Regions from separate parts of the Sus scrofa genome. Here region 1 is linked to region 2. The links are chromatin contacts, called in public HiChIP or PLAC-seq maps. All regions are on one chromosome and are shown on one strand. The core of a region is the stretch at or near the end of the contact, and the rest is flanking DNA. Distances in the headings are between cores, read along the strand shown.

What was found. HiChIP or PLAC-seq counts read pairs in DNA pulled down with a chosen protein or histone mark.
Region 1: a contact with region 2 is called in an H3K27ac HiChIP or PLAC-seq map of skeletal muscle. The contact joins two enhancer-like sites. A contact is called at or near these places in 2 of 47 Hi-C or Micro-C datasets (embryonic fibroblasts and fetal liver) and 1 of 2 datasets of contacts at active chromatin or transcription factors (skeletal muscle).

The regions. Positions count from the first base shown.
Region 1 is chr1:209,040,187-209,045,336 of Sscrofa11.1, forward strand. The region is part of intron 2 of LOC106509171 (a long non-coding RNA gene); the gene reads left to right. Among named protein-coding and RNA genes, the nearest start is that of MPDZ, 140 kb to the right of the region's middle. Within about 2 kb of position 1,900, at least 8 of the 83 cell types and tissues checked have an H3K27ac peak or open chromatin away from gene starts, as enhancers often do. A contact at or near this core is called in skeletal muscle, where this site is marked.
Region 2 is chr1:208,124,692-208,129,448 of Sscrofa11.1, forward strand. No RefSeq gene overlaps it. Among named protein-coding and RNA genes, the nearest start is that of NFIB, 55 kb to the right of the region's middle. Within about 2 kb of position 2,815, at least 19 of the 83 cell types and tissues checked have an H3K27ac peak or open chromatin away from gene starts, as enhancers often do. A contact at or near this core is called in skeletal muscle, where this site is marked.

The sequences.
Region 1 (5,150 bases), core at 650-3,149, 910 kb after region 2:
CCTATTGGTTTCAAAATAAATGTTGAAAGTTTTCCTACTTTTAGTAATTATGCAGAATAGTATAAAGAGACATGATTATCATTTTGAGTCATATGAAGATTAATGTTTTTACTTCCCAGTGAATGATGCTATGGAAAATTTTTAAACAAGACTTACATTGAGGACTAATATAAGGTAATGCTTTTATATACCAGCGAAGTAAAAGAGAATCAAGATTTTTATTTGTGCATTACTTGTGCCGAGTTATATTAAGTTTTTTAAATCACCCTTTCAGGGTTATTTCAAACACTGATGAAGTGTATTGGGGTGCATTTTCTCTATCAGTCAGCTGGAACAAAATAGTTAAAAGTCATCTGATTTTTTAATGCTACCATTCAGACTGTGAAATAAAAGTCATATTTTTATGGCAAGACAAGAGAAATTTAAACAAAACTCTTATCTGCACTTTGGCCTCCTCTCTCTCCTCATTGCATTATGATATCTTCATTATGCCCCCATTAAACTTTTCCCAACAGCAGAAATACCTGCTCACCTTAAAGAGCAACATTCCCGAGCATCACCAAGATAGCTCCTTAAAAGATAGCATTCCTTCCTGATCCTGTAAGGGGTCATCTTGGACTATCAAGATGACACTTAGTTCTGGATGATGTAAACTGTCAATAACACGTCATTTGATGTCCAGCCCTCTGTCTCAAAAAACTTACATATAACTGTGCCTTGACTTCTAACAGGCAGAACAGTTCTCAGAGCTTTCTGAGATGCTCTTCCTGGGTGGTAATCCTCAAATTTGGCTCAAATAAAATTTTCCATTTCTTTCTTAGATTGACTGGTGAATTTTTCCCTGACAATGCCTTCCCCTAAAAGCTGGAGAAGATGCTGAAAAATCTCTCGATAGAATAAATTCTAGTAGCATTGGCTACTCCAGACTCTAATGTATGTGGTCTTTACCCTTTATTCAATCCAGCCTTAATAACAATGAGAGAGGTTTTTCAGGAATCTTAGATTTCCTTTCCACTCTGCTTTCAGCATATTCCAGCCTGCATCTTTTTCCAAAACGCATGACCCTTCCTAAACTGGGAAGGAAAGAGCCATCCATCCCTTTCCCACACATTAGGGAGCATGTGGACCACACTTTTTATGGAAACTCCCTTCCCCACCCTTGGGATAACTGAGCTTACGAAAGGATCACTTCAAGTCTGCATTGGAGCTGATGAACATATTTTCTCTGACCTTATTTCTTTTGCATGGATTATTTTTAAAATCAAGTTTCTCTTTGTAAGACTTGAAGGGCAGTAAAAGCCTTGAGGGCATCAGACATGACATCCTGCCCCTAATATTTGCAGTGGGCAAATGATCTGGAAAACTGAACTATACAGGGAACCTCAGAATAGAATTAAAAGAAAAACAATGCCATTTTGACCCCACATTGAACACTGGTTTTAAATGACCTCTTTTCATTTGACCAACTATTCTCTAAAACTTCAACAGGCATTAAAATAGGAAGATTGACTAAATTTTAAAGCAGAGAAAAAACAAAACAATGCAAAAATAATAGAGGACTCTGAGTCACTTGAAAGAAAACAGACACATTATCTTCGGGGAAGGAATTATTAGGCTGAACTGTATAAAATTACATATTTTTGTAAGTCAGAAATTGTCATAAATCAACTATAATAGAAAAAATAAAAATCTTAAAAAAATTTTTTAATTGTCAAATAGTCTAAATTTCACTTGACTCAATCTCATATTGAGTGAAGGAAAAAGAAATTCAATCCCAATGAAAAATAAAAATGAGGAAGAGGAAAGAAGCCGATGATGCTTCAAGTAATTCAGACAGTATGAATTAGCATTTTAGGCTTTCTTCATCAAAACTGTCAACGTGGTTCATCTTCACTCCCTCTATGACCAGCCTGACACTGGTTTCTAATCATCTGCATTTGGTATTTCTTTCTTTCCAATGCATTGCATCTCATCCCATTTCTAATAGGTAGCTTACATGTTTCCATATTGGGAACTACCTATTTTTTCATGGACTAGAATCCAAAATGAGATCCATGATCTTACTTGGGGATTTTTTTAAATAAAAGTGTTATCGTGCCTTGCTTTTTAGATTTTCAGAAGTTGGGAACAGCCACAGCCTGATGAGACTCATTGCACACTCCCCCCACTATTCTAAACAGGCTTCACACCAGGCAGCCTTCACACCCTCCCTGCAGGTCTTACAGAGCGAGCCATAATAACAAGCTTCTATGCCCTGGCTGGCTTTTTGGCTCCATGGGACACTTCTGCTGCCAAATCCTGCTTCGAGGGCTTCATGGGTTTATCCTTACATGCACCTTAGTGACGTCCTGTGTTTTGTCTCTTCTAAGCTCAGGTTCGTTTTCTCTGTCTCCTTATGGCTGTACGGGCGACAAAATGTCTACATCTGGAAGGAAAGAAAGCCCTAATATATTTTTGCCTTTTCCTCTGAAAAATATCCTGTTGTGCATGTGGGGAGAGGCATGTTAGTAATAAGAGAAGGAAATGATGGGGTCAGCTGGGGCTGTTAGAGACGGTCCAGATGAAATTTAAAGAGGGAACTGCGGTGATGGTTTTTGAGAAAACTGGGTGATGTGAGTTGCAAAACCTACAGCCCCTCATCTGGATGGGTAAAACATACCAAAAAGCTGAGCTCAGACCGGCAAGATTCACTTCTTCTAAACATAAAACAAGGAAACGTGGAAGGTTTGCTCTTTCTCTTTAATAAAGAACGTTAACAACCTGCTTTGGGGAACACGAATCTTTTTATGGAGTAAGAACTAGCTCTTTAAAAATGGGAAATCCGTGTGGGTATAGTGTTTATTTATGCACACATAAATATACACACATGCAATGATTATTAATATTTACATACACATTCGCGTATGGAAATAATTGTCTTGGAAAGTGGTTTAGATCTAGAAACAATTGGCAGACAAAGAAAGGAAAGCTGAGAATGTTCCAGTCTACAAAACCATCCCAAAGGACAACATTCCCAACAATGGGAAGGTTGATAGCATAATAATCCCCATAAAAATAACATAGGGGAAGGGGGGAGAGGAGGATCTTCAGTGTTCTTATGGATTCATATGAAAGGTTTTAGAACCTAAGTTCTTTTCAAATCAACTTTTATTTACTTGTGCAAAAATAGATTGACAGCTTCAAACGAAGGGTAGGTGGGTGTCAGAGTCTTGGCAACTGGTGAAAACTGCAGCACTTGGGTGGGTGTTTGTTAGATGGAGGAAAAAAAATGGAAAGCCAGCCCTCCCTTCTGAAAAGATATTCCCACAACGAACACACCACTGTCCACTACAGAATGTGTGTTTTGTTTTGTCTGTGCAGGATCCCGGTTGATTTTTATCCCCACACGAGACACGCCATGGAATATTTACATGTTTGGATACATCAGCAAAGAGGAAAAAAAACAAAACAAAACAAAAGACCCACACATAACACACACACACACACACACACACACCACAAAATGAGATTGTGCTCCTTTGTTTTGCATTTTCTGTAACCCAGATTGCGGTAATTATCTCCCTGGCTTTACAAGCCTTTTCTTTCATTCTAAAGGCAGTTTTTGGAATTGCGTTACACTTAACTCAGTTTAACAAATAAGAGTAGTCTGGCAAAATGGCACCATGTGCTTTCCACAAATATTTGTGGTATAGGCAAGCTCTCAATGTTTTCATTATGCCCAAGGTTCTTCGGTTTAACAGCAAGTGGAATAACGTAAAGGAGGGAGAGAAGCATGGATTTGGGAACTGGGTGTGTGTTGGATGCACTTTGCAGATCCTTCTGTGCCAGAGAAGGAAAGGAGGGAAAAGATATATTTTAAAAATAACAGGGAGAATAAAAAAGAGCGAAGGTTTGGAGGCATTTAGCAGAGCACAGTTTACCCTGGCGTGAGCTCCAGGCTAATGATCAAATAATAACATTTGGCGCTCGGAGCCCCGAGAGGCTGACAATGCGTGCACTGTAGCCTGTGCGCTTCACACGTTTGCTGGGCTGTGTAGTCAGGACAAAGAATTGCTGAACAGAGGCAAGGAAAGAAGGGGTGATAGCGACAGTCTGCACTCGAGTTTACTGTAATATAAATATACATACACTGTGCTACAGATGTTCCTCATTGGCGAAGCTTGGCACATCATTACGCGCTGTGCTTCATAATATTTTAATGAGCTTTTTCTCCAAATAGCAACAAAAATGAACAATAAGAAGCTCTTAGGGAGGGAAAGTTGGTGTTGTTTTTGTCCCTGGGAAAAAAAAAATTCTCATAATAGGTTATATTAGAATGGCAGAAAAAACACTGGTCTGGGTTTAATAAAAATGGAATCGAGTCTAAAATATGGCTTCTAAAACGAGTTCCTTTTTTTTTTTTTTTTTTTTTTTTTTTTTCCTGTTTTTCAACTTTAACAGTTCTTTGAGGCTAAAGGAAGAACTTTACATGGGGTTATACCATAATTCTGGGTGATGGTGTCTTTTCCTCTCCCCCTTTCTCTCTCCCCCTCATTCTCTTTTTAGGGGAGAGAAAACCCTAAGTGGAACTGTTGCAACAATGCTGTTAATATATTGTACCAATTAAAGTCTTGAAATAAATAACAAACCACTTAATATGTGTTGTAAACGTCCTGCTGATTTAAGCATTGTTACGCAAAGATTACATCTCTTCAGGGGATAGATGGCTAGGTCCTCAACGGAGGTTTTCTCTTTGAGTTCGAGAATGTATGTGTGTGTTCTCTATTGTTCTTTTTTATTTTGCTATAGGGTAAATTCCAAATAAAGACTTGAAGGCTAAGCCAAAGTTTGCTATCTGCAATAATGCAGACAGTTTTTAGCATTACTACCCCTAACAAAGATAATAATTCTTTCTGGCCGCATTCGGTATTTCATTTTTAAAAAAAGAAAACTCTACAGCAAAATTAGAGTATGTGCTTTATTTTAAGATGTAACCCTTTGAATGGGTTCTTTACATAGACCCGTTTATTTTAGGGTGAGCTGAGTGAGAGAGTTTAGTATGTGAACATGTGAGTAGCAAAGTTATAATGAATATAATACATACCTATTAACCTCTGGATATTATTTGGTGAAGGGCAACAAAATTTCCACATATAAAATATTATGTGTTC
Region 2 (4,757 bases), core at 1,565-4,064:
TGTGGCTCAGATCCCGTGTTGCTGTGGCTGTGGCATGGGCCGGTGGCTACAGCTCCTACTCAACCCCTAGAAAAGATTAAAAAAAAAAAAAAAAGAATTTCTAGACAAGAAACCATATTTGCTAAATTTGGAAGCTCAAGAGTGTACAGAAATTTCTGCACTTTGGTTATGGACACAAAAACTTCCGTAGCTTAAAGTACACAAATAGTGTAGGAAACAATCAGAGGTATGCAAAATAATTCATTTTGGCCATGTGCAATAGACAATGCAATGCAAAACTGAGTTCTTAAGTTAGTATCTTAAACATTACATAGTTCTAACAGAAGCAGTCAGTAATCATTGGACAATATATTGGCATTAAGGATATTTTATATGAGTATGACAGGGACTTCTAGCTTCACATTGAATACCTGCTCTTCCCTTATTACCCATATTAGAATCCCAACTGCATTTAGGGCAATTATTTTTCTTCCTAAAGACTACATCTCCCAGGCTCCCTTACAGCTAGGTGCCACCATATGACAAAGGTTTGGCTAATGAACTGTGATTGGAAATGTTCTGAGGCACTTTTGGAAAAGCTCCTTAAAAGGAATTAACCAAACTAGGAGGACTGTCATTTTTGACTTGACCTTTCCTCTTTCATGCTTGGAGAGAACATAAGACTAGAGGGCCATCATGGCCTCGTGAGGGAATAGCAGAGAGCTAGAAAGAGCTTGCATCCCTGGGGACTTTGAGAAGCCATCCTCAGAACCCCAGAAAACCAGAGATAGGATTTCTTTTATGTTAAAAATCATTTCTTGTATGTTTAAGCCATGGAAGTCAGGTCCCTGTCAATGACAGCTAAATGCAATTCCTAACTGATCAAATAAGTTACTTCTTTCCTTTGGGAGAAAGAATATGGTGGAATAAAATCGATATAGCATTCGTTTGCTATCATTCCTAATCTGTGCACTTCACTGTGCCTGCTTTCTGTTTTATTTCATTTTCTTTTTTCTTTTTATGTCCAGACCTGCATCATATGGAAGTTCCCAGGCTAGGGGGTGATTCAGGGCTGCAGTTAAGGCCTACATCACAGCTACAGCCATAGCAACAAAGGATCTCTGTGGCATCTGTGACCTACACTACAGCGTGCAGCAATATGGGATCCTTAACTCACTAAGCAAGGCCAGGGATTGAACCCACGTCCTCAGGGAGCCTATGCTGGGTCCTTAACCTGCTGGGCCACAATGGGAGCTCCTTTATTTTGTTTTTAATTACTTCCATTTTAAAAAGACATTTCACCTTTCAGAACAACCCAGAGCTGAGTCTTCCCTGCCTGGTGCTCTAGAAAGTTCCTCCCTTTTGTGAACAACCCTTCTTTCAACTCACAGCAACCTCAATTAATAATCATTTTGCTCCCAAGATGACTCTGGGGAACATTTACTTAGACAGTGTGACTGTCACCACAGTTGTTGGAACTGAAGTTATATACACAGATGAACTTTTCTCACTTGTTTATTTTCCATGTGGGGTATCTCATTTAAAACAATCAATTGTATGTCCCCAGGCCCTAAATGTAGGCTGTGTTATGGATATCCTTTGAAACATCTCTCTTCTTTTCTCCAGGAAGGAGAGGAGGTAAAAGCTTGACTAAAAGGAAAAAAAAAATTCAAGAAAGGAAGAAAAAAAAAGAAACAAAATAAAAACCATATTTTTAACAAAAGGATTTTTGAAAGCTTTGGAAAATGTTGTGTTCACTCATATAAGGCCCCACTGTTTTAAACATATTTTACTATAATTTTTCCTTCAAAATTCTGACATGAGAAGTTGAACAGGGCTCTTTCAGTGTACAACCCCGGGACATGGGGAAATACAAAGAACAGTATTCCAACTAATGCATGCTCAGTGGGAATCATAATATCACATAATTGCTTAAAATCCACAGGCTGATCCGATGTCATCTTCAGAAAATATGCAAGTTTCCCTTTGTTTTCAGACTTAGAGATATTTTCTTCCTTTAGGGCTTAACCCTTCAGCTGCTATGCCTAATTATTGAAACATGACGGTAAGTGAACATAGAACTGCTCTTCTGAAACACCCTCCCAAAATATTAGGTACAATTCCCCCAAATCTGCCAACTTTTGTTCTAACAAAAGCATACAATATGTACTTAACTTTATCAGTAAACCTCAAGTGTTCTTTTTCACCCATTTCCTTTTCTACCTGTTTCTAAACACACACACACACACAAATACACACACACACACACACACACACACACACACACACACCCCGTTCTTTAAATTTCCACAAGAAACTTTGAAAGAACAAAGAGTTGCTATTTTGGAGTCTGTAATGACATGTTTAAAAGTTCATCAACTTCCTCCTTAAAAAAAAACCTGGCAATGAGTCTAAAATAATAATTCAAAAAGATTTAGAGAAAAAAAATCCTTAAGACCTCTTCCTCTATAACATTATGTAAATCATAAATATACCCCTGGTCTGGAACTGATTACAAGCCATGAGACAAAAGATATTCCTTAGCAGACTCTGCTGACAATGGGCTCTCTTCTCCCATCAGCATCTAAGAGGATTTGGGAAGGTAAGGGCAAATAAGAGTTTCATGCCAGAATGAAGAATTCCCAGGTGTATGTGTTCCTCCAATCAACCAAGTCCCGGACCATCACCGATTTGCATGAACTTAATAGAGAAACATGTTCTCTTATTCAAGGTGTGTGAGCCTTTGGGTATTCTCAGCATTCCTCTACCCTTCTCCAGTTTTCCCTTTGCTTCTCCACTGTCATTGTCCCTGACCTTCCAAACAGGATCCTTGGAATGAAGAGGAGGAAACACTATATAAACAGTTCATTCTAGAAGCATGAGTCATCCTGAATCAGCTCCCCCATTCCCTATATAAGGAACGCCCATTCCAATCTAAGCTTCTCGGTTGCTTTCAGAAAGCATTTCTTTGTTTTGTCTTTCCCTGTACCTTTTTCCTGAAGGCAAAGATTTCACTTTTTCTCTCTTTTCAAAGCTGTTCCACACTTAGGTTGGATATTCAGTTAACAGAACATCAAGGATTGCATTTTGCTTGATTGTATAGCCTTAGAAGCTCAGGCCAGCCAACTCAGAGGGACTCTGCAATGCCATTTTATAATTAAGCAGAGCACCCGCTGGACCGCATGTTATAACAGATGTTTCCTGGCCTCAGGTACTAAGCCAGCACATAGTAAAACTGCCCAGAGCCTCTTCCTGAGCCAAGATGGGTCAGTGTCTCTTACTGTAATTAGAGAATGAGGCTAGCTTTTGGTCATTAATTCCATTTGAAAAATAGCCATGGCCAAACTAAAAAAAGAGAAAAAAAAGAACATCAGAGTGCTTTTAAAATTGAAAAGCCCAATAAGAAAATGGAGATAATTTATCGGCCACTTATTATTTCAAACAGTGTTTTCGACCTTATATAAATTCTGTGCAATGATTTGCAAAATTCTTCAAGATGTTTTGCAAAATTTTCACTCCATTTATAAAATGGATAAAATTAGAGGTTCCTTATGCTTAGGCTGGAAAAGAGTTTATAGATTGGTTAGTACCAGGAAATCAAACTCATATGCTGTAACGGCCAGTTGGTAAGTGAACAAGGCAACCGAGGGCAAGAAAAACCATTCTGCCTTTTCTGTCTAGTTTTTTTTCCTTGTTTTCAGTAGGAGATATGGGTATAGGAATATATCCCTCTACTCTGAGAAAACAAGAGTTCATGCAGGTCTTATGTTCAGGAGGTATGTGCCTGAGATCAGCATTGCCCTTATATTTGAAATATGTGGGCTGTTCTCAGCTCACTAAATGATGCCACTCCTGTGTCTTCTCTAGGAGCTCCTGGGCCTCCCCATGGTCCAGCACCTGGGGAGCGCAGGGCATCCTCAGGGGGTTTCTCTAGCACGAAGTTATCCATTCTGATGGGTCAGTCCCCATGACTTAGTAGTTAAATATTTTTAACATCCCCCTTGAGTACAGGTACACAGACACATAGAAACTAGGAATTTGCTTCTGTGTAGGGTAGACTACAGGTCAGTAGAAAATGAAATTATCTGGGCCCTGGAGAGCCCATGCCATGTTAAAAGGTTCAAGGCAACAGCTACTGCAAATTGAGAAGGAATGTGGAACTCCTGTGGCCAGATCTTCTGATTTCTCAAGAGAAAATAAAAACCTGCATTCTCATATAAAATCTCCCAGTTAAATTGTCACCTCATTCAAATACTATAGGGAGTAAGCAACATACTTCTGTGGTCCAGATCTGGCCTATGTGCTCTAAATTTGCAACTTAGGAGTTCCCATTGTGGCTCAGCGGGTCGAGAACCAGACATAATGTCTGTGAGGATGCAGGTTCAATTCCACGCTCAGTGCATTAAGGAAACAGTGTTGCCCCAAGCTGGGGTACAGGTCACAGATGAAGTCAGATCCCATGTTGCTTTGGCTGTGGCGTACGCTGCATCTGCATTTCTGATTCTGACCCCTAGCCCAGGAACTTCCATAAGCCACAGGTTTGGCTGTAAAAAGGAAAAGAAATGTTTAAATGACTTGCCCAAGGATCACTCAGGTAACCAGATGCAGAGAACTTAGGAGTTCAGAACTAGAACGTAGAGTCTCTAACTCCCCAACTGGTAGGATCTGACTTAAAACAGGTCCTATAAACCCTTGAAGAGGGATTTGTTGAGTATTTAACCTAAGAAGTAGGGACTTAGATATTTTTAGTATTATAGCTCTTCACACTAGTGTTTTCT